4 separate regions of the Mus musculus genome follow, and all the other regions are linked to region 1. Evidence: chromatin contacts called from public HiCAR-type, HiChIP or PLAC-seq and promoter capture Hi-C data. All regions are on one chromosome and are shown on one strand. The core of a region is the stretch at or near the end of the contact, and the rest is flanking DNA. Distances in the headings are between cores, read along the strand shown. Region 1 holds the start of Wasl (WASP like actin nucleation promoting factor). Region 2 holds the start of Cped1 (cadherin-like and PC-esterase domain containing 1). Region 3 holds the start of Ing3 (inhibitor of growth family, member 3). Region 4 holds the start of Fam3c (family with sequence similarity 3, member C).

Region 1 (5,530 bases), core at 843-3,342:
ATTAATGCTGCTTTAAGAAATTTACATTTTATTTCTATTAATTTTATGTAAAAAATGAAGTAGTTATTCCTTTAACACCACTTTGAGAGACAAATCAATAAGGGGAACAAAATCCTCACCAAACAACATGATGTAGTGGAAAGTACAAAGTAACTGGGCATATAGTTCCAGTTACATTCCTAAATTACTATGTGACTTGGGGCCAAGAGCTCCATTTTCTCATTTGTTTAAAGAACTATAGAGGACAGACTTGGTTCATCTTTAAAGTAAATTTTCTCCCAAACTCTTTTTCTTCTTTTTTTGAACCACTGTTTTCTACTTTAGTCAGTGAACGCAGTGTTCTTTAAAGTCTAAATTTTAGAACAAGAAATACATCTTAAGTCCGATGGAATGATTTGGTTTCCCAAAGTCGATATGAACAGTCAGATCATGAAGTTAACAATTAATCTGGTAACTTTCCAGAAACTGTCTCCTCTTAACTTCTTCAGCAGGTGTAGTCTGATTCTGACATCTCCAACATTGCCAAGGGAGGATATGAAATGGTTCAGCTCGGCTGAAACTTCTCTGGGTGTTTCCTGGGTTCCAGAGGCACAGGCTCTGTGAGAGCTAGCAAACACGGCAGAAAGGGAGCCGGCTAGCATTCCAACAATCCCCCTTTCAACTCAGTCACCTCAGGAAGATCAAGATAAGGCCTTCACCCAGAGAACCTCCCCACCCCAGAAAGGCCTGCAGCCAACGTAATGAATGCTTCCGTCAATAACACCCATTCCCCTTCCCACAGAACTGCTTGCTCCCAATCCGCCATCTGGGGTTGGAATGGGCCTCCTCACAGCACCAAACTCAGAACCACTTTTGATCCCAAAGGCCGTGAGCTATTAGAAACTGTCGCTTCCCTACGCATGGCTTGGGAGCGAACAGCACCCTACACCCCACCCCACAACGCCAGGGAGGAAAAGAAAAACCCACAGTGGGGCGGAGAGCAGAAACTAGGCCTAGTTTCTGCTGGAGAAATAAACCCCGTTTTTGTTTTTTTGTTTTTGTTTTTTGCAATTGGGAGCAGGCGCATTTCCTGCCCTTGCTCTGATCCTAAGTGTCCATGAACCTGCACTGCACTTTATTCTCTCCCGGAATCCTTAAGGCGGACCGAAAATCCAATTCGCTTCTTTCCCCATCTATTCATTCCTAAAACCTCTAGCATTGTTAAAGAAGATAACCCAGATCCAGAAGTGGGAAGTGAAGCAAGGGCCAATGCTGGGATCCTGTCCTGAGATCTTAAGCTGCTGATGCACGAACAAAATCCCCTTGTGGTCTAGAGTAAAGTTTGAACCTGCAGCAAGGGCACGGACCCGGCCCGGCCCGGCGGACCTGGGCTACTGGGCAGGCCTATGGAGGTGACACTCCCTTGTTCTCCAGCAGCTGGGGGAGGTGGCTCCGGGCCGGGCAGGCCTGCACCCGGAGAGCTGGGTGAGGGGAGCCCCAGGGCCCGGGAGGCTGGAGGCCTGGCCCGCAGCAGCACCCCAGCCGTGCCGAGCCTGCCCCCCTTCTCCCTCCTACCCTTGAGTCCCGTTCCCCCCCAGCCCGAACCCGCCAGTAGACGTTGGGGGGTGGCGACAGGGGGGTCTCGGCTACTGACCACACATTTCTTGCCGAGGAAGGAGAAGAGAGACTCGTTCTCTTGCGGGGTGAGCAGCAGGGAGCCCACGTTGGTGACCCTCCGCGGGGGCTGCTGGCCCGAGCTCATGGTGTCGCCGGTGGGGTGGAGCGTCCAGGGTCGTCACTTCTGGCGGCGGGCGAGCACTCGGGTCCCACTCTGGGTGACAGGGGCGCGAGCCGGCGGTCACAGCCGCAGCATCCCGTCGTCGCTCCTCCGGCGCGCGGAGGCCGAGGGAAGGAGATGACGGCGGGCGCCCTCGGGCCGCGCGCCGACAGGGAAGCTCCGGGCTCCCGCCCTGCTCAGCTCCGGCTGGATGGTCGTTGTCCTAGCACTCCGGCGGCTGCGCTAAACTCCCTACTCCTCCAGTCCTCTGGCGGCGGCGGCGGCAGCGGCGGCGGCGGCAGCCGCACAATCCAACATGGCAGCGGGGGCGGGCGAGACCACGGGACGCGGGACGCGGGGGAGAGCGCCGGAAACTCGGCAAGGCGGGACACCCCCTCGGTTGCTGCGTGCCGGGGCGTGTCCTACCCAGGCCCCGCCCCTTCCGGAAGCGGCAAGGCTCATCCCGGTTGAGGTCTTGTTGCAGGCTAGTCGCCCCCACCAATGACCACCGCGCGCGTGCGCAGACTCAGAGCGAGGCAGGGCTGGCGGGTCTCCTACACTGACTGCCGAGCCGGACGCCCCCTTGCAGCAGCGCCCACCTTTGCGGAGCGTCGGGTCCGCGTAGCCAGTGTTTGTTAGGCATCGAAGCGAGACTCTCAGGCCGCCTGTCAGGGAGATCTAGTTTAGCTGGAGAGAAAGGTCGGCCGGCGTAGTTTCGGTCAGAGCCGCAGGTGCCTCGGGTTTCTGGATCTTAGTCCCGGCCGCCAACGGGGCGTGGAGGGACATTGCTAAGATCAGGATAGACATCTTCAGAGATGTCAAAAACAGAATCGCAAAAGGCGTCCACCACCCGCCTGGCGGATCTCGTGGGATAGGTGTGTGTAGTTTTTTCCTTGCCTTGTGAATTGGAAACTACCCCTCTCAATCTTTCTCTATCTCAAGTTGGAAGCACCTTGTCTCTTTAATTCAGGATGAATGCACGCGTTTGGGAATGTCGTGTAGGAATACACCTTACCTCTTTTTTCCTTACGAGTTAATTTCATGGCTCTGTATTCTAGGTGCAGGGACCTAGGGCCTGGTGCATACTCAGCCAGCTGAGCAATATTCCCAGCAGAAGTAAATAATGAGAATTCATTACTGTGTTTCATAATATTAAAGGTTAGTATAAAATCATTGGTTGAAAACTAAAAAGCTTTAATTTAAAAAAATTGGAATATAGAGATGATAAACCAGATTACAGCGAATTCTATAAAATGTACATCCTACTATTAACATTAATCATACAACGTATCACATAAGTTGTACTAACGATGTTTGCTAATTACCTAGTTCTAATTAAACAGTTGCATATTCAACTTTTATGACAAACTCTGGTAAATTTCTGATAGCTCTCAATACATTGATAAACTATTACCGACGAACTGAAAACAAAGCTGTAAAGCTGCCTATAATGCACATAATGAAATTGGGTGATGAAGAGCAAGCCTACAACAGAGGATGTGCGAATATACTCTTAGGAGTTCTCACATAGTATATGGATATCTCAAATTATGTTAATGTTAACGGAAAAGATAATCTTTAAAAGTGGCAAAACTTTTTAAAATAGTAGGTTTGTGAAAGGCACCATTTGAAGTACAAGAAATGTTTGAACCGTGGGGCTAAGAAACCTGGAAGATGAGTCAGTTTATGATTTGTTAAAAATGCACCTCTTATCAACTGAAAGCATGGTGACAGCCAAGATCATCACAAGTTCTTGAGAAATGTTTCAGCCCTGACATTTTCAAACTCGAACACTTCCTTATCCAAAAACATAGGCTGCGGTTGGTTCAAGGTTGAAGTTCCAGTTAGACGGTTGTTTAAATACATCCGGGAATTGCTTCTCTGTCTCAGGTTCCTCATCTGTAAAATAAAATCACTGTTTCATGGAGGTAGTATAGTGGAACTTGGGACAGTTAGACCTACTTTAAAAATGTAGAGAGAAAACCATGTGCTAGTGTACCTGATACACAGTGAGTACCCACGGCCTGTCTCCCTTTTCACCATCTTTGCTAGTGGTCTGCTATGTATATCTTTGTCTTAGAGGATCAAGTATTGAAGCATGTATTTTTACATCTATTTTATATAAGCCTGATTTTTCAAAAACCTTTAATTCACAGCCTTACACAATTCTCAAATCTATGTCCATGAGTTTAGAACATATTCTTTTTCTTAGTGATCAGGCTACAGATTTTGCCAGATTGTTTTAGTCCATTTTGCTAAAGTAACCAAACTGCTAATATTATAATTGTAGACAGGCCTGTTAATTAGTAAAATCCAAGAAGCTAGATAGGACCTAGACCAGAGAATGACTGCTTAATGTGCACAAGGTCCTGGATTCTATTCTCTCTCATTTCTCTCTCATTTCTCTCTCTCTCTCTCTCTCTCTCTCTCTCTCTCTCTCTCTCTCATGTGAGTGCACGAGAGTGCATGCAAGAGCACGCGCGCGCACGCGCGCGCACACACACACACACACACACACACCACAAACAACAAAGCCCAAAAAAGCAATTAAAACTATTTTAAGAATGTGTGTAGGGAGGTGGCATAGGAGGGGTTGGAGGAAGGATGCCTGGGTGGGGCTGGAGGGAGGGCAGGGGGAAAGTGATGTAATTTTATTTTCATTTTAAAATGTACACAAAATTAGAATGAACATTTTTTAAACTAAAAATACCAGCTCTCACTGACCACCAAACTGCTTTGAAAATAGATATGAGAGAAACAAAAAAAACCAAAAAACTGTGGCCTGGTATGTGTTTCCAGACCTCTTAGGAGAGACCGATTGGGTTCCAGTCTACTAGCCTGTGCTTCTTTGAATTGTCTGCTCTTTTCCTCCTCAAGAAATCTCGAGGCCTTACCTCAGTACAGCTTTCACTCACTGCTGTCTGTTTTCTTTAGACTTGAAGATTAAAAAATGTCATTATCATAATGCTTTTTCCTTAATCCCAATTTATTTATTTATGTCTTCCACAAATCTTAAATATAGTGCCTTGTCCACAAAACTTCAGCTTGAGTTCTTATTTCTAGCCTCCCCACCCCCACCTCAGGGCTTTCCCCAATACCTTGATAGTCATAAAGCAAGAAAATGTAAGTGTGAACATTTCGTTGGAAATAAGACTTCCTTATGCATTTGAACGCGTGAAGAACAAAGTGTTGGGGAAGTTCCTCTCTATTGTACACGAAGGATTCTGCTTTATTCATTCATCCTGGTATCAAGAAGGCTTAGCAATATTTGTTTCAAGAAGCCTAGCCAGTCCCCCTGACTTTTATTCTTGATAGCATAACTCCTCCTGCAGAGCACAAGACAGCATTCACTGTTTTCTTTGGCAAGTCCTTTTCTTATCTCAAATTCTTTTTGCCCAGTTTGAGAGATTGGATATAGTCCAGGAAATAAGCATTTGAGTCTCCTTCAGCTGGATGTTTTGAAGTTCACTAGGCTAAAACAGGTAGGGGTTTTTTTTATCTTCATCTAAAGTACAGCTGCTGTATTAAAAGTCTAGAGATAGAACAAATACAAAAGTAAGTCTTAGATTTCACTTCTCATGTGGTTTCCTTTCCCTATACTAAACTCTCTCCTAGACATTTATTTTCCACTGCTTTCTTTGCTATTATTCTTTAAGGTGAGTGCTTCATTTTGACAGAAAACCTTATAGTAACGTATTTATGGAAGTGAGGGGATATTTTCAGGTGTCACCCATACTACCATGACCACACTTCCCATTTTATTTCTTTACAGTT
Region 2 (6,100 bases), core at 2,659-5,158, 2.7 Mb before region 1:
AGGCCATCTATTGATCGTGGTGCCCCTGGTTTATGATGAAGTTGAAATTCAGAGAATCCCTGGTCCAGCACTGAAATCTTTTTACACATATTTTTATCTGCACATGGTTTTAAAAATCAATACCTTAAAATGCAGTTTTCATAAGCTGGGCAATTGGAAAACTGAAATAAGAGGTCCATAGCGAGCTCTTGGTCTCCATGGGCCACATAGTGAGGCCTTGTCCCCAAAACCAACCAAACAGAAAACAAAAAACAAACAAAACCCAAGGATTGTGGGTAGGTGTGTGGTAGAATGCTTACCTACTATGTCCAAGGCTCTGAGTTTGATTCCCAAACAATAAGCCTTCATTGAATATTTGAGTCAAACTCAAGTACCTCAAGTGCATACCAAAACCAAAAGTAGCTATATGTGTCATAAAAAGATCATATTTTATATGTTGGAAAGAACACTGAAGGTTTTTGTTTTGTGGAAGATTGTTCTATGTTGTACAACATTGATATTAGAGTACATGTTTGCCACTCTCTCCTCACAATGCTGCTAAATGCCTACTTTTAAAGAAGTGTGTGTGTGTGTGTGTGTGTGTGTGTGTGTGTGTGTGTGTAAAGGTTACTTTATGAACTAGATCACAAAAGCATCTGGTTTGAAACAATGCCAAAACCCCAGGTTCACAATTGTACTACAGATATGCCCTCCCACTCCCACCACTGAGCCAATATGGTCTCTGTCTTTATTGTTTCCTGTATAGACTCCAATCTAACTCTGCCTAGCCTCCCACTCAAATATAACTCATATAGAAAGAAGACAAAGAACTCAATGGCAAAAAACAAAACAATTCCATTGGGAAAAAAATGGTTGCATTTAGACATTTGTCAAAAGAAGAGGTCAAATCACTTGTTAGCATCTAGAAGAGTGATCAGCTTCTCTAATGCCAGGAAGACACAAATCAAAACCATAGCAAGATGCCACCTCACCCCATTTAGGATGGTCATGGTACAAGGCCAAAATGGCAAGAACGGTAAGAATGTGGAGTGTTGGTGACCATGTAAGTTACTACAGCTAGTGGGGAAAAGGGCTGCAGATGTGTCAAAACTTTGAAAATAGAACTACTATCAGTCACTCAGTGCCATTGCTGGGCACAGAATCAAGGATACAAGACAATGTGTTTAAAGGACATCCGCACTCTTGTTCACAGCATTAGTTAAAACAGCCAAGGATAGAAATGACTACTGTGTTCTTCAGCTGGTGAGTGAAGACAATGAGCTATGCTTACATCATTTTATTCCAATAAAAGAAGAGAATGAGATCCTGTTATTTCCAACAATGTGGGTAGAATTGGAGATCATTATGCTAGGTGGGAAAGGACGAGTATAAAAAGTAAAGCCCATATGATCCCATTTGTGAGGAACCTAAAGGCAAAATTCTTAATGTTTTTACCCCAAAGAAATGATAAGCATTGAGTCATTATATATGTTTAGGCTGACTTGTAAATAACATGCTACATGCATGTATAGAAACATTGCAGGGTGCTGCGTTAATATGTCCAATATCTCTATCTTTATCTAGCCATCAAAACTGTGACTTTGAGAACACAATATTTGATCGTCAGGCATGACTAAAGCCATCCTCTCAAACCGTCTGTTCCCCTTCATCACAAAGAATAATGGAAAGAGAACAATTAGGGACAGAGTTTGTATCTGCTTCTTTTGTGTTCCCCGTGGCTCACCATTTCCATGATCTGCTCACGAGTCCGACACCTCACCACATTCTAAGCTCTGCTCGGACTGAGCCTGAGGATCTAGCACCTAACAGATGTGCATCCGCTCTCATCCACCTGCCAGCTGTTCAGGATGCTTAGGTGCCTTCCATGGACCATCTCACCTGGGCCATCAGTACTCGGAGGGGGGACTCTGATCTCACAAATGATGGACTTAGATTTCATATTCCAAAGCATTTATTTCAGGACAGCTTGTAAGAGGTGGTGAGTGTGATGATCTATGTCCGTAGTGGATTGACTCTAACATCTGATGTGGTCCCAGGAGTCTCAGTCCACCGGGAGCTGTGCTTCCTTTGCCACGTTCTTCTTCTAATTAACCCCTTCTTTTTCTAATACTATAACTATTTCTAATATTATTACTACTGTCTTCTGCTCCCTTGGACTCTGTAGTCAAGATAGGGAATTGAGTTCTTCAACTTATCAGAATCCTTTCTAGTTTCCTCTTAGCCAAAAGAAAGCTACAATGTTGTGTAAACTTTTTCTCTTCTGTTGCGTTTCCCTTCTCCCAACCTAAAGGCAATTCTAGTTAGCATCCAATTTACTCTTCTGTAATCTGACTCAGTGACTTAATAATTCCTCCCTCCAAAAAAAGGATTCTTCCTTCCTCAAAACTTGATTTTTTTTTCATAATTCTAGGGTTAATAATTAACAACTACCTATACTGCTCATAACACCCAGTAAACAGCTTTACCATACTCTGGGTCTTATTAACATAGAAACCATTCCAGTTTAGAGGTCTAGTAATTCCTATTGGCCTTCAAAATATATTACATCCACACAAAACCTGTGGCATGCAGCAGTGATGCTCTTTCAATGTCTATATGTGAAAACCAGGTTAATTTTCTCCCATTCCCTTATTTGTCATGGTATTGAAGACTGAATTTATATATTAAATAGTAGTAAAACATTTTATAGACTATATGTAAATAGACTGAGGTAAGTTATTGTTTATTCTATATTGACCTAATTAATTTGTTTTTAAGGTGCAAACTTTCCTTTTCTCTTCTCTTCTTCTTTTTTTGTTTTTTTATTCTGTTCTTTTCTTTTTTATTTTTTCTTTTGTTTTTTTTTCTTTTCTTTTTTGTCCCTCTTCTCTTCTTCCTCCTTTTCCTTCTCTGTCTCTCTGTCTGTGTCTCTGTCTCTGTCTCTCTCTGTGTCTGTCTCTCTCTGTGTCTGTCTCTGTCTCTCTCTGTGTCTGTGTCTCTCCCTCTCCCTCCCCCTCCTCTCTCTCTGCTCATCTATCCCAAGCTGACTCAAGTTTCTTACTAGCAAGAGATGTCCATTTTCTGAATCTTTTGTAGCTGTGAACCTCTAGGGGGCGCTCTTTCTCACAAAATATTAGAGTGTAATCTCTGAGTCTGGAATGGGTTTACTCTAGGGGTGTGGCCTCAAGGGAGAACATCTGCCTATAAGAAGTTTGGTTAGACCTAAAGTATAGAAACCATCTAGGTATTTGAAGAATGTCCCCGTGAGCTTAAACTAGTCGTTCCTAGAGCTGCCAAAGCAAGAACCTGGAGGTTCTCTTCGGTGGTCCCTCATCCTGCTGAGCCAAAAGTGATGCCCGTGAGAGGGTTGGTATGGAATTAAAAAGCCTGCTGGGTACTCCTTTCTCCTGGGCAAAAGTTAGAACTTCAATACCTACTACAGTCAGTTCATTTGAAGAGCTAGGCATCAGACTATTTGCCTCGGAGAACCACAGAGCGGTAATAACGGCGGAAGGACTCTGTTGGAATGGAGAGGGGACTTTTAGTTACACGGAATGTTTCCTCTTCAGTGGTCCAGACTGTCCGGATGACTCTCTTGTCCTCTTAGGCGAGACCACAATTCCCTGGAGTGATAAGCCTCCCGGTTAGCTCAGAGTCGGCCTTCATCTCTTCCTCGACCTTTAGCATCTATTGACTAGAAGCCATTTGTTATTCTGTATTAGGAAAACGCAGTGACACAGAGGATCAGAGATCAAGTATATTTCTAATTCTGCGGGTCTGGATAGGTAGCCACGTTCCAAGTTGGGATATGGGTGCCAACTGCTGTTCCCATGCACATTAGTAGCCTACCCTTTGCTGGGGCAGAAACTTATAACGCGGCTCGGACAGCCCCCAAGGCCAGAAAAAGCCTTAGTTTAGCTCCGCCCCGCTCGGCCTGGGTGGCAGCGATGGCCCAGGTCCTCCGGCTCTCGGCCCTGTGTGCAGCTGGCACGCGCGTGTCTCCGCGAGTCTGCGCGTGTCTGTCCGTGCGTGAGAGTGAGATGAAGCGGAGTCCTACGCCTGGGTGTTTCCTTCCAAGTGATTTTGATCAGCAATCCATTAGGGGATCATGAAAAAAAAAAAATCTGGCTAAAAGGATGAAAACTGAGTAAGTACACAGAACTTTGAACTTGAAACGGAATGAGACCAAACGCAAGCAAAGCCCTGACAGTAACCACATACAGCCAAACTGCTATCCCCCTTTTTTATGTTAAAAGCCGTGAATGCTAGCAGCAAAGTGGCAATTTAAAACTGAACGAAAGGAAGCAGCAGTTCTACAACATAAAAGGCTGGGAGCGGGATGGCTTTAAAACCGGAGGGAAAATGAGAAACTGCTAGGACAACCTGGCCGGCGCCCAGCTGTGCAACAGGCACTTCGCGTTAAATCGACTGCGTCTTCGGCTGGTTTCTGCCTCCAGACCCGCTTTACGGTGCTTTCTTTTTGCCCCAAAAGAGGAGACAAGCTGAACTCCTGACTTTAAGAATGTTGTGGAAGTAAGGCATTACCGGAAGGAACTCTTGGTAGCTGGGGATGCATTCGGATGATTTCTTATAACTATCTTTATTTTGACATCTTAAAAAAAAATCTGGCCAGTCACTTCTTACTGTCCTTCATTTAAGGGCTATTAACCACCTCTGACCGCTGGGTCCTATGAATCTTTGGCATGAACCTTCGGAAAGTTTTCAAGCGGAGATGGGGCGAACTTGATTGGAATTGTGTAAAAAGAAGACAGATGTGTGTTTTTTTCACACTGACAACGTGGCCAGGGGCCAAGTGATCCTGGACTGGTCATGGTCTGTCGACCCGGGTTCCTTTGTCGCCGGCGATTTTGCCCCCGACCTTTCCTGGTGGGTTTGGTGGTGGCGATCTGTCTCTTTTACCAGACCCTGACACTCCGAGGGACTAAGAAGATTGCAGCGGACGTCTCTGGCACTGTCCCACACACACCCTCTCAAACTCAGGCTAGCAGATGTGAAGAAGGATACCGGCAGGACAAACAATGCTTCCTTCTCTCTGCGAGTACCCAGGAAACCAGGAAGGTAAGTCTGAGTTGAGTTTATCCTGGGCGTCTGTGGTCGGCCTCTCTCTCCTTTCTGCAAAACTAAAATTAACTTCCATGTGGTCCGAATGGGAGCCAGAGTGAAAACAGTGCGGAGTGACCCGGTGACTGGGAGAGGTATTACATAAGCTGCCAAACTTCCTAAACCTACTTAAAGAGTTCTGCCCTTTATCCTTTAGAGGCTACCTTCATTGCAGTGAGGGAAAATCGCTTTTAAGATGTTAGAAGTCTACGAGAGCTGAGGATTTACACATCAGAAACAAAAGTCAGTTTTAAAATCTGAAAGAAAGAAAGAAAGAAAGAAAGAAAGAAAGAAAGAAAGAAAAAAGTCCGTATCTCTTTCTTAAATCCAAGAGAATGAATGATAAGACTCCCAAATTCAAGGATTCCTCCAGAGTTCCATGTCAAGACCTGCTAAGTTGATTCTGAGTTGGTGACTATGTTTCCAAACTAATTATTTCGGAAGAATTTAAAAGAATATAGTATCATATGCTTCTTAAAAATACTTGACATGGGGTTTAATTGTTCATAGAATTAGGAGAACACTGGTCCAGTATTGGGTCCATACCTAGACTCTAAGCACTCAGGAGGCGGAGGCAGTAAAATTATGTCACGCTTCAGTCCAGCCTGCTTCACATGAAGAGTTCTGGGCCTGCCTGTGTCAAGTAGTGAGGCTTTTTCTTTTTAAAGTGTGCATTTATGCTTGGTGTGGTGGACTACCTATAATCCTGCACTAGAAAGGCAGAGAAGGGGGCCAGGGGTTCAAGGCCAGCCTGGCTAACTACATTGTAAGCCCAAGTCCAGCCTGAGCTATATTACACAGTTTCATACAAAATAAAGGAAGGAAGGAAGGAAGGAAGGAAGGAAGGCAAAAGAAAAGAAAAGAAAGAAAAAAGAAAGAAAGAAAGGAAGGAAGGAAGGAAGAAAAGAAAAGAAAAGAAAGAATGAAAGGAAGGAAGAAAGGAAGGAAGGAAGGAAAACAAAGAAAGAAAGCAAAGAGTTGGAAACAGATCATTCTGTAT
Region 3 (5,615 bases), core at 2,894-5,393, 2.7 Mb before region 1:
TCCTGGGTATGGTCTCCTGGGTATGACCAAACCAAAACAACAACAACATAAAAAACAAAACCAAGCAAAAGCAAAAACAAAAAGCAAACAAAAAAACCCAAAAAACTGAAACTAAACTAAAACCCATCAGTTAATACCTGTAAGATAAATTATTTCAGCTTCTGAAACTCTTCAACTTAAGAGTTTACGTTTTATTTCTAGCATGTGGGAAATGTGTTCTCTTAGTTCTGAGTAGCTTCTTAAATTCTGAATATCTTCTTACATGGGGAGTCTGTGTTTTGTAAGAATTGTTCTTCTCTTTCCCCATCCACTCTGCTCCTGAAACGCAATCTACTTTGCACAGAGCCTCCCCTCCCCATTAGTTCATTGTCTCCTGCTTGTTTTCTGCTTCACCCAAAGTCCCCTATCACCAATACCCAGAAACCAGGAAAGAAAGTAAATCTTCCTGAGAAATATGAGTATTCTGGAGGAAAAGTCTGACATCCACAGACCTGTGAAGGGAAGACTATCGTTCTATTGGTGTGCATATGATTCATCTAGGGAATAGTTTGATGGATTTTTTAATGATGTAAAGTAGAGAAGTTTACTAAGGATACCTTTCATTCTCTCTACACAATGCAGATGTCTTCAGGGCAAACATACTTCTTAATGAAGAATTAAAATCCAGTTTTAATCTTCAAAGATTCATGATGGTGGCTCTCTTTGTAAGCCAGGGATGTTAAGGTTCCTCTGAGAACATTCTGCAAAATGATTTAAATTCTCCCTTGGTTTGAACTTTGCTAACCTCACAATTTGCATCAACTTCTGAATCATTTCTTTAAATTCTAACTCTATTTAGGCATTCATTTTCCCTGATGTACGTGGTACATCTTCCGTGCATGCCACTCCCTAGAATTTAGCATGACAGTGGAATCATAACATAGCTGTAGGTAAGTTAATTCTAGCAGGTGTTGCAGATAGCTCAGTGGTACTTGCTGTCAAACCTGAGAACCTGTTTCTTCTTTGGAATCAACAGGGTGGAAGGAGAGAACTGATTCCCATAAACTGCCCTCTGACTTCCACACATAAGCCATGGCATGTGCATTCCCACCACCCCTCCTCCCGCCCCCAAATAGTACAAATCTTCCAATAGCGTGGGGCCTGAAGAGAAGCACAGGTGCAGAGCAGAACCCCAGAGCAGCAGAAAGTCCCAACTGCAATATGGGTAACTTATGAGGGACATGTGACCTGAATGATGATGGTAATAGCAGCTAACATTTACTGAATAATGGCATATAACTGGTATTAATCTAAGAGCTCTGCATAGAAGACAGTTTCACAAGCATCCCCATGTCTTAATCTCTATTGCTATTCCCCATTTACACATATGGACACAGGCACATTGAACATTAAAACCACCTTCAACATTTCACAGCTTTTGTGAGACAGTGACAGAGAAAGTGGAGAACAGTGAGGAAAGAAGGAGAGCTTCAATGATGCAGTTTAGCCACAGGAGCAAGAGGACCACACATTCATGTGCCACAATAAACACACTTGCATTACAGTGCTGTTGGTGTCTTGTCTCTACATTCTCAATTCACACTGTAAGACAGTGCTTAGATGCCTAAGATAGGACCACCTTCAGCACATCCGTGATGAATTAATACGCTATTATCAGGGAGTGTAGGGCTACAAACACAGAGACAGTCCTTTATATCATAGGAAGCACTGCCAAGAAATATGGTGTTGGTTGTGTGCAGGTGGCATCACCGACAATCATCAATTGCATAATTCAATAGCATAGATAATGCAGCTTTCTGCAGGTGCTATGTAGTCCAGCAATCAGGGTTGTGTTCAGTAAGGGAAACAGCATGTAAGTCTTATTCTAGGCTTCTCTAGAAGGTGTGTGTACACTGACTATGTTTGAAATCATCTTAAAATTCCATTTTCCTCACTACAGAACACTCTCTGAGGAAACTTGGTTTACATAGACACGGTGAACTTCTACTTTTGACAGCATGCCATATTAACTACTCTTAATGCAGTATCTGCTAAAAACAATTTTCTAAAAATCTGGGTTAACAAGCTCAAATGGAGCCAAATCGGGTGAGGTGGTGCAAGCCTGCAAAGTCAACATTTTGAAGGTGCAAGCAGGAAGGTTAAAAGTTCAAGATTAGCTTGGATTACAATAGTGAATTGGAGGTCAGCTTGGGCTACCCAGGATCCCATCTCAAATAAACAAATGGATTCAAATGAACTGATATTCTACTAGGACATATAGAAATTCTCAGAATGGATACAGAAGGAATGAGCAAAGGAAATGAGCACGTTTGAGGTAAGCTGGGAACGAAGTCAGCTTTAGTTCAGAGACTATCAATCAAATCTTGGCCATGTAGAATTCCTGCTTGAACAGCTATGCATCCAGCCACTGTAAGAAGACAACGTCAAAAATCAGTTCTCAAGGAGGAGTCTAATAGAAGACAGGATCCCAAGAGGAATAGTCCCTATGTAAGAGTAGGTGAGCAATAAACTCTTTTCATATAAGAGGCCACTAAGAAAACATGCTTGTCTTGGACTTAAGAGGCCAATAAGGAAGAAAAAGTCTCCCTTGAGAGTATATAATGAAGTATTTTCATTACAGGTTCCAATTCAATCTATCGGTGCAATAGAATAAACCTCAACTACATAACTTAATTTGACCCTAAGTTTGATGGTGTCTTGCAGCAAAGTTGCAGAGTCAAATGCTAATATTCTCTAGCAAAACTCGATTTTAACTCCAGCAGTGAAATTTCTCTATATTTATAACCCTGGAAAAGTGAATTCAGAGTTAAAAACCCCAACACAGATGAAATTAGGCACTGTAAACAAACGTGGCTGCTTTTGAACAAAGAGCACAAACAGATAAATAGTTTTAGTACAAAATTTAAATTAAACAGGTGTAGACTAAATATATTTAACATTCAAGTAATAAGAAAATGGCTTTAAAAGAAGACAAAAGAGAATACAAGTATGTCATTGTAAATAAAATTGTAACATAAAAATATTGAGTAGTGAATAAAATGTGTCATACTGATTTATTTTCTTTTGTATGAGAAAGGGTCTTCCATAATCTGGGTTGGCTTCTAATTGCCTATGTTGCCAAAGCTCACACTCCTAATCCTCCTGTCTCAATTCTCCCACTTAGGGGATTACAGGTGTGTGGTGTTATAATCCACCAGATAGTCTAAGAAGGGATCATTTTCCCCAAAACACAGAAGCATTTAGTGTACGAATTTTTATGAAAGGCATTTTTAAGATAGAAACGGGGCGGTGATACACTTGTTATACCACCAGTGAACATTTGCTAGGGTTATTAAAAAAGCCTGCCCAGAACTATAAACATTAACCCAGCTACTTACCCAACATAAATTTAAATCATTGTTAGTATATGCCAGCAATGCATTAAATCACTATAATTTATGGTTGGTTGTTATTTATTCATCTATTTATTTACTTTATTGCGGATGCATTTGAACAGTTGTTTTACAATGAACACAAGATACACCGCAAAACATAACTGGCTACTGAATACTATTTTGGGTGTCTTTTAATTTGGGAAATGCACATTCGCTCCAGTCTCACTATAAATTATCTTAACGTTGCAGGGACACCAATCACTTGTCCCATTTATTTATCAGGAGTGAATAATGAAGATAAATTCCAGCAGCGAGTTCTGTTCTAAACAACCTGAATTTTCCGAACTTAGCCGATTATTCTAGCGTTTGGAATCTTTGCTATTTGCCTAGCACAGCCAGAAATCCATGACTCACAAACGGCGGGCTTAGAATCACCGCCCAGAACAGGTGAAAAGTTGTTCCTAGTTGTGTCAGGCAGGCGCATACAACTCCCGTCATCCCCCATGTAAGAAATCAACAAATAAACAGAGGCACCGCATTTCGGATTCTGGCGTGCCCGTTTCGCGCAGGCGTGTGGTTTCTGTAGTTGCCACTCCAAGAGACACCCTCACTAATGGCCACGCTCGGGGAAAAAGAAGACTACATTTCCCAGAATACCGCGGAGATCCGCACCGGCCGGTTGACGTCATCGCTGCAGACAGCCAATAGCAACGGCGGGCGGCAGTGAGGCAAGCGCCGTCAGGCGCCAAAGTGGAGCCTTTTTTTTTTTCCTTTGCTTTTTTTTTTTTTTTTTTCCTTTGCCGGAGTCGAGCGGGTGCTGCTAGCGGAGGCGCCATATTGGAAGGGACAAAACTCCGGCGACAGCGAGTGACACAAATAAACCCCTGGACCCGTTCGTCCCCGCAACAGTCAGGGCCGCGATGTTGTACCTAGAGGACTATTTGGAAAGTGAGTGCGCGGCGCCGGCGACGCGGCGGGCGGGATCGGCGGCGGGCGGGAGCGCGAGTGGCCGGGCGGGCGGGATGGCGGGAGGGAGGGGGAGCGGGGGATGTTTCTTTCTCACGGTAACTGGCAGCCTCGTTGTGAGCCGCCCCCCCTCCCGTACGCACGCACGCACGCACGCACACACGCGTGACGCCAGCGCGTCCCTTCGCCGTTGGCCCCGCCCTCTGACGGACTGTGCCTTTGACAGTGATTGAGCAGCTTCCGATGGACCTACGGGACCGCTTCACGGAGATGCGCGAGATGGATCTGCAGGTGCAGAGTAAGTGGCGCGTCTCCACGGCCCCGCGCAGCCCCGGCCTCCCTCGGGCATCGCCTGGCGGGTCCTCCGCGCTACTTTTTTCAGGCTGTGACAAGGAGGCGGCGGGCACACCGTACCGTTAACACGCGGGGCACAGCAAACACAGTTGTTTGTGTACTGCATGGAGATGACGACACTGCACCGCAGTGGAAACTCGCGTGATTTTCAGAAGGTTTGCACCCGAGCCTGGATGTGGAAACTTGGAGTTCTGCATTCAGACTTAAAAGTTCATTACATTCCGAATTTCTCCAGAGCAAAGACATAGAAGGGCAGGCTAGGGACCCTAGTGAACTCGGAAGGCCGAACTTTGACAAGTTGCATATTAATGGAAGACACTTAGAGCTGTGAACAGCGTGGACACTTTCTCAGCCAGAAATGAGTGAGAGAGATCAGATTTTAAGGAAATCACCCGCTTGCTCTTTAGAAAACTGTAGACGTTTGATAGGCTTCCCTACTGGTTTCTTGTTTTGTAAACACAACCACGTCATTCAGGCTGGTCTCACACTCAATATGTATAATAATCCTAGGCTTGCTCTAATCTCCTCATCTTCCTGCTTCTGTCTGCCTAGTGCTTGGCTTTTCAGGCATTGCTAGCATTGATTTTTTTTTCTGTCAGTGCTTGGCAGCTTTATATGTGACTTATTTCCAAAATGAACCTTGTTCTTTTGAAAAAGCCAGACTGGAAGAGGCTCAAAGGTAACTTGAGTTTGCTAAGGGCTTGTTCTCTTCATTCATGAGCCTCTGCCGCCCCTGCCCCTCATTTCTGTACCTTTTGTCCCTGACTGTACTTTTCTCATCTCAGTCTCTGGGTCATCTCTTGGGGTGCATTGCCCAATAGCCTCTCATAAATCTGTGACTGGAATAGGTGTGCTTTTTCTCTTTGACTTTAAGGTAGTTGCAGTAGTAAACACCTGCCGAAGCACATTCCAGAGGGATTG
Region 4 (5,426 bases), core at 468-2,967, 2.3 Mb before region 1:
CAGGTAATGCAGGGTGCCATTAGTTTACACAGCTGATCCCACAGAACTGCCTTAACAAGCCTGGAGGAGCCGTGATGAAAATCACCAGAAACTCACTGCTGAGGATGCTCACGCAGCAATCAAACTATCACACAAGACGCTCAACAGTCTTACCGAGGGAGGGACCAAAAGGGAGAAATGTGCCATTGAGAGTCTGTGCCTGCCTCTCTGGTCTACATAATTCCATCATTCTGTAGCTTCGCGTCTCCACAACCATAGGGTCGCAGAATGTCACCGACTAGAGGAATTCTATCTCGCCCTTTTTATGTTACAATTTCTTCCTACAAAGAAGAAATATTTTTTTTCTATTTTTTTTTTTCCTGCTGTGTTCACAGCTGTAGTTTGCATGATGCTCTTATACCTGAGTAATGAGCAACGACAGATGAACGACTTGAATTTGATGCGTCGAGCCGTAACGTGCTGGAAGTCATCAGCTGGTTGTTTTAATGAGTACATGTCTTAAGATTCTATGAAACAAACCTAATCACTAGCATAAAACTAAAAACCTAGCAAACTGCCGGAGAGAAATCATCAGATGAGCAACCTCCAGAAAGAAACAGGATGTAAGACAGCAGGGATGTAAGACAGCAGGGCAAGGGAGAGTAACTTACTTTTCTTAGTGAGTGGCATCTGGGAAGTTATTAACTTTACTTCTTCAGTAATGGAGGTTTCTCTGTGCTCCCTAAGGCACTGTATGAGAAACAATGTTTCCAAAGACTTGGAAATTTTAAGTCTATCACTGGTCCTTCCAGGAAAGCTCAGGCCATGGGATCCGCCATTACCATCCAACTTTAAAACTTTCTCAGGAAATAGGTGTCCTAATCTGTAAAATCTGAGCAGTAATAATAGGACCCGTGTGAGGAGTTGTGAAAACTAAATATGCGCTAGGAAATACTGGGTAACTCTATCTAAGACGGTAAAGATGCAAATTAGGGACTTTGTATACATGTATTTCTTCCTATGAAGAAACGAAGCAAAAGTTCTATCAGATAGTAGTTCTATATTATAGGAATTAACTATGTAAATTGAAGCTGATGACTCCCCGCAAGTTACAGCTAGATGTGTCGATCTCAAATCGTCCATCTGGGACTCATTACTAAGTATAAGAGCGCTGACCATCATGCATACTACATCTGTGAACGCAGCAGAAAATAAAACTAAAAATAAAATGAACAGCACTCATCAAAGACATAGAACACCTATGTGTTCACTTGCAAAAGGAGAAAGCAGCTCCAGTTGGGCAGAAATGCAAACTTTACGAGTGGGTCTAGGCGGTCCAGCACAGAGTTCGAATCCAGCACGCCCGTCCATCCCATCCAGTTCTCTGGGAACGCTCAACCTGCAGGATACCGACCACGAGGGGCAAACACCCGCTTCCAGGTGCAGCCGGAGCCCGGTGGCACTCGCGACCCAACGCCCGGGGCAGACGCCGCTGAGCGGGCCGCGATGCTCCGGACGGCCGGGCCCCGCTGCAGCCAAGACCCGCATCGCGCTGCGAGGCAGGAGGCAACCGGCAGCCGGCGAGGTGCTCCGTCCGCTCCTGCCTCCACGCGCCCAGCCGCGCCCAGCCCAGCCGCCAGCCCGAGCCTCACCCGTCTGCGGTCGCGCCGCCGTCAGTCCTGTCGGAGGCCGACGGGAGGTGCCACCGCCGCCGCCTCCTCCCGAGCGCGCCGATCGCGCCTCGGCTTTCCCCGGCTCCTCCGGCTTCGCCGCGCGCCCGCCCGCGCCGAGGAGGAAGCCAGCTCGCCCCAGGCCTCCTCCCACGCTTCCCGACGCGGCCAATGAGCCCGGCAACCGCGGAGCCGCGCACGCCCCCTGGCGGTGGAGGACCGAGCCGACGCTGAGGTCCCTGGAGGAAGGACCACAGCCGCCAAGATCCCGGGTCGCGTCTGCGACTCAATGTGAACTTGCCACGTGGGAGCTGCCGCGTCCGCAGCCAGGACCTGAGAGGCACCCGGGGAGGAAGGAAAATGTGTCAGCGCCTCCGCCCTTCAGTCACACACACACACACACACACACACACACACACACACACACACACAATCCTGACCCTAACGTACTTCAGGAGGCAATTTGAAATGACCAGTCCTAGTCTAGAGCTGATTCAGACTAGGACCATGGGGAATCTTCACTTGACTCCTGCAAGCTAGGAAACTGATCATAAAAATCCTCTAGACAGGGGATTCAGAACGAATTCTGCAACCCCGAATAATCTATCCAAGGGGAAGAATATTGTTTGCATGCTGCATGTCAATTTCTTCTTTCAAATTATTAGCAGTATGAGGAATGTTTTTCTCATCTGTTAGGAAGTTTACCTTTTATCAAGATTTTATGAGTAACTGGGAAATTAACACAAATTTTACTATGCACAATCTAAGAATACAATATTTTTAGTTTCAAATCCATATCTGTATAATTTGCAACTGCTAACTTCTTTTTTTGGAAATCAGGATAATTTATGGTAGCAAAAATTAAACTTAATGAAGTAATAGGGTTTAATCATAACAATTATGTCATCAAATTTCAACATTCCCTCCAAAACATAAAACACACAACCTAAAAAGAACTATGGGGGCTGGAGAGATGGCTCAGCAGTTAAGAGCACTGACTGTTCTTCCGAAGGTCCTGAGTTCAAATCCCAGCAACCATACGTTGGCTCACAACCATCTGTAACGAGATCTGGAGCACTCTTCTGGAGTGTCTGAAGATAGCTAATGTGTACTTACATGTAATAAATAAATAAATCTTTTAAAGAAAGTTAATGTATAGCAAAATTATTAAATAAATAAATAAAATAAAAACTATGAATTCTGTTGCTTAGGCCCCAGGAAAGGGAAAGAGACAGTAAACATCTGAGCTAAATTTCAAACACTTGTCTAGTCCTTTGCCTTGTTACTTAGTTGCTATGAAGAAACATTATGACCAAGGCAACTCTTGTCAAAACAAAAAACAAACAAACAAACAAAAAAAGTTAATTCAGGGCTTTCTTACAGTTTCTGAGGATTAGTCCATGGTCATCAAGGTGGGAAGCCAACAGGCATGGCACCTAAGCAGTAGCTGAAAGCTTCAGATCATGATCCACAGACAACAGACAGAATAGACATTGTTGGGCTTTTGAAACCTCAAAGCCCGCCCCTAGTGACACGCCTCCTCCAAGGCCACACCTCCTAATCCTTCTTAAACAGTTTCACTAACTGGTAGCTAAGCATTCAAATATATAAACCCATAGGGGAGAGGGGTATTTGGATTTTACAGTATTAAAAAGCCATAACAGTTAATATACATGCGCCTCCCCTCTAGTTCCTGTATCCCACTAAAAGAATTGATGAAATCTCTCGAGTGGGAAAATAAATTCCCGTTTGGGAATGAGCGTTTCCTCGGTAACTTAACAGACTAGGAAGGAAACTATATTTGCTACCTTCTGATAAAACCTGAATTATTTTATTCTGATAAAATAAGCAATGCTTATTCCGAAAGTCAGTTTGATTTCCAATTTCCAACACACAATAAGAGAAAGCTCAGAATCCATTTTTTGGTCAACAATAAAATTAATAAATGAGTTACAACCAACATTGTTTCCCTTTGATTCATTGAACAGACTAGAGCTAAACCATTCCTAAAACACGTGCCGCACGGTGTGTGGGAATCTGTGTCTATGTATATGTTTTGTGTTATAATGTAGACTATATATATTTCCTACTCAGTACACGGGTTGTGGTTTTGTTTTGCTTTTGTTTTCAGTCAATGAGTCACTTGTTTAGAATGGTTGTGAGTTAGCCTGTTTTGTGGAAGAGTTGGGCCAACTTCCTGGGTTTTATTTGTCTAGGGTAAGTAGACAGGGGAAGTGCTCAGGATTAGTGAAAGCTCTTGGAAGATTTCACAGGTAAGGAGAATGTAGGGAACGTTACAGCTTTGGGAGGTACTAACCAACCTGATATTACTGTGTCTTATAATGACAGGCAATGATCACTTATATTCTAAAGCTAACGTTGCTTGTATACTTACTATGTGACAGCACATGTCTAAGATTGTTACATCTGCTTATTCGTGTAATCCTATAAATACAGAGGAGGAAGGGAAGGAGGAGAAGGAAGCTATGCCCAGAGTCAAAGTGCTAAGACCTCACAGAGACAAGCTGCACCCCATATGAGTAACTTCATAGTCCCTCTCTTTTGCTTGCTTAAAAAGCATATTCATTGTTCAGGCCTGGGGGCACATACCTTTAATCCTAGCACTTGAGAGGCAGAGAGAGGTGGATTTCTGTGAATTCAAGGCCAGCCTGGTTTACATAGTAAGGTGTAGGACACCCAGGACTACAAAGAGAGACTCTGTCTCAAAAATACAAAGGAGGAGGAGGAGGAAAGAAGAAGATTTATCCTTTATTCAGTGCACGTGGGGTTTGAGATAAAACTACAATCTGTAATTATAATGAGTCCATCCCATCATGTTAAAGGTAAAAATTATTAAAAAGCCCCAGGATATTAGTTAACTGGAATAATCGATTTGAAATCATTGTTCTGTATTTAGAAGAGCAGATCATATATAAACATGGACACCAATGATTCCAGTCACCATGGAAAGTAACTCAGACCAGGATATTAACTGGTGAGAGAGTACCATGTGAGAGGGGGAGGGGGATAAGTACCTCCAAATCACCCAGTAACCCACAACAAGGCACTGTGTAGGTGTGCTGCACTGTGCATGCCAACCCCTTATGGCTTGGGCTAGTGTCCCTAACACCATGTGTTAAAGTCTTGGTTGCCAGCCTGTGGTGTTGCTGGAGGATGTTGGGCCCTGTAAGAAGAAAGGACCCTGTGAGGAAGTTAGGTTACTAAGGGTCATTGGAAACCCAACCACTTCCTCTCTCTCTTTTGCTTCTCTGTCACTGTGACACGAGTAGCCTCCTGCATAGTATTTGAGTTTATAATTCAATGTAAACATTTTTATATGTTAAAATAACCCTACTAGCCAGCTCCTGCTATGAGGTCCTGCCTTGCCACAGGCACAAAAAGCATCAATCTAACCAACATGGCCACAAACCTACAACATGCAGAGCTGAAAGAGATCATGCCTACTTTGTGTTGATAACCTCAGGAAATGCATCCATTGACAGAGAGCTAACACAGCTTAATGAATCCCCAAAGTGACTCCAAACCATGCCAATAGACCTGCCCAGGTGAAACAATCCGCAACATCCTGACATAACACACATTTGTTTTGTTAATTTCTGAGGTAGTTTTTAAGATAGTAGTCAATAATGTATATAACCAAAGGTTTTACAAGGAGTAGAAGCTGGCCAATGCTAGGAGTATAATTACTCTAAAATTTTATATATACATAATTGAATTATAAGCTCAAACTTGACTTTCTTGGGAAGTCAGAATCTC

The links. HiCAR-type assays count read pairs that join an accessible place to other places. HiChIP or PLAC-seq counts read pairs in DNA pulled down with a chosen protein or histone mark. Capture Hi-C pulls out chosen DNA fragments and counts their contacts.
Region 2: a contact with region 1 is called in a HiCAR-type map of astrocytes, with 2.6 times the contacts expected there. The contact joins the promoter of Cped1 here to the promoter of Wasl in region 1. A contact is called at or near these places in 1 of 39 promoter capture datasets (liver) and 2 of 115 datasets of contacts at active chromatin or transcription factors (astrocytes and large pre-B cells).
Region 3: an H3K27ac HiChIP or PLAC-seq map of thymic regulatory T cells shows a contact between it and region 1, with 6 times the contacts expected there. The contact joins the promoter of Ing3 here to the promoter of Wasl in region 1. A contact is called at or near these places in 1 of 39 promoter capture datasets (pre-B cells), 3 of 484 Hi-C or Micro-C datasets (CD4 T cells, CD8 T cells and rod photoreceptor), 4 of 115 datasets of contacts at active chromatin or transcription factors (double positive thymocytes, regulatory T cells, stem cell-derived neural progenitor cells and 1 more) and 1 of 9 other capture datasets (liver).
Region 4: a promoter capture Hi-C map of adipose tissue shows a contact between it and region 1, with 5 times the contacts expected there. The contact joins the promoter of Fam3c here to the promoter of Wasl in region 1. A contact is called at or near these places in 1 of 484 Hi-C or Micro-C datasets (regulatory T cells) and 2 of 9 other capture datasets (adipose tissue and liver).

The regions. Positions count from the first base shown.
Region 1 is chr6:24,662,903-24,668,432 of GRCm38.p6, forward strand. Wasl (WASP like actin nucleation promoting factor) reads right to left here and starts at 2,093. Exons shown (of 11, transcript NM_028459.2): 1 at 1,634-2,093. The coding sequence starts at 1,741.
Region 2 is chr6:21,982,002-21,988,101 of GRCm38.p6, forward strand. Cped1 (cadherin-like and PC-esterase domain containing 1) reads left to right here and starts at 3,909. Exons shown (of 22, transcript NM_001081351.1): 1 at 3,909-5,058. The coding sequence starts at 4,810.
Region 3 is chr6:21,945,472-21,951,086 of GRCm38.p6, forward strand. It overlaps Ing3 (inhibitor of growth family, member 3), which reads left to right and starts at 4,144. Exons shown (of 12, transcript NM_023626.4): 1 at 4,144-4,322; 2 at 4,567-4,638. The coding sequence starts at 4,295.
Region 4 is chr6:22,354,364-22,359,789 of GRCm38.p6, forward strand. Fam3c (family with sequence similarity 3, member C) reads right to left here and starts at 1,718. Exons shown (of 10, transcript NM_138587.4): 1 at 1,632-1,718.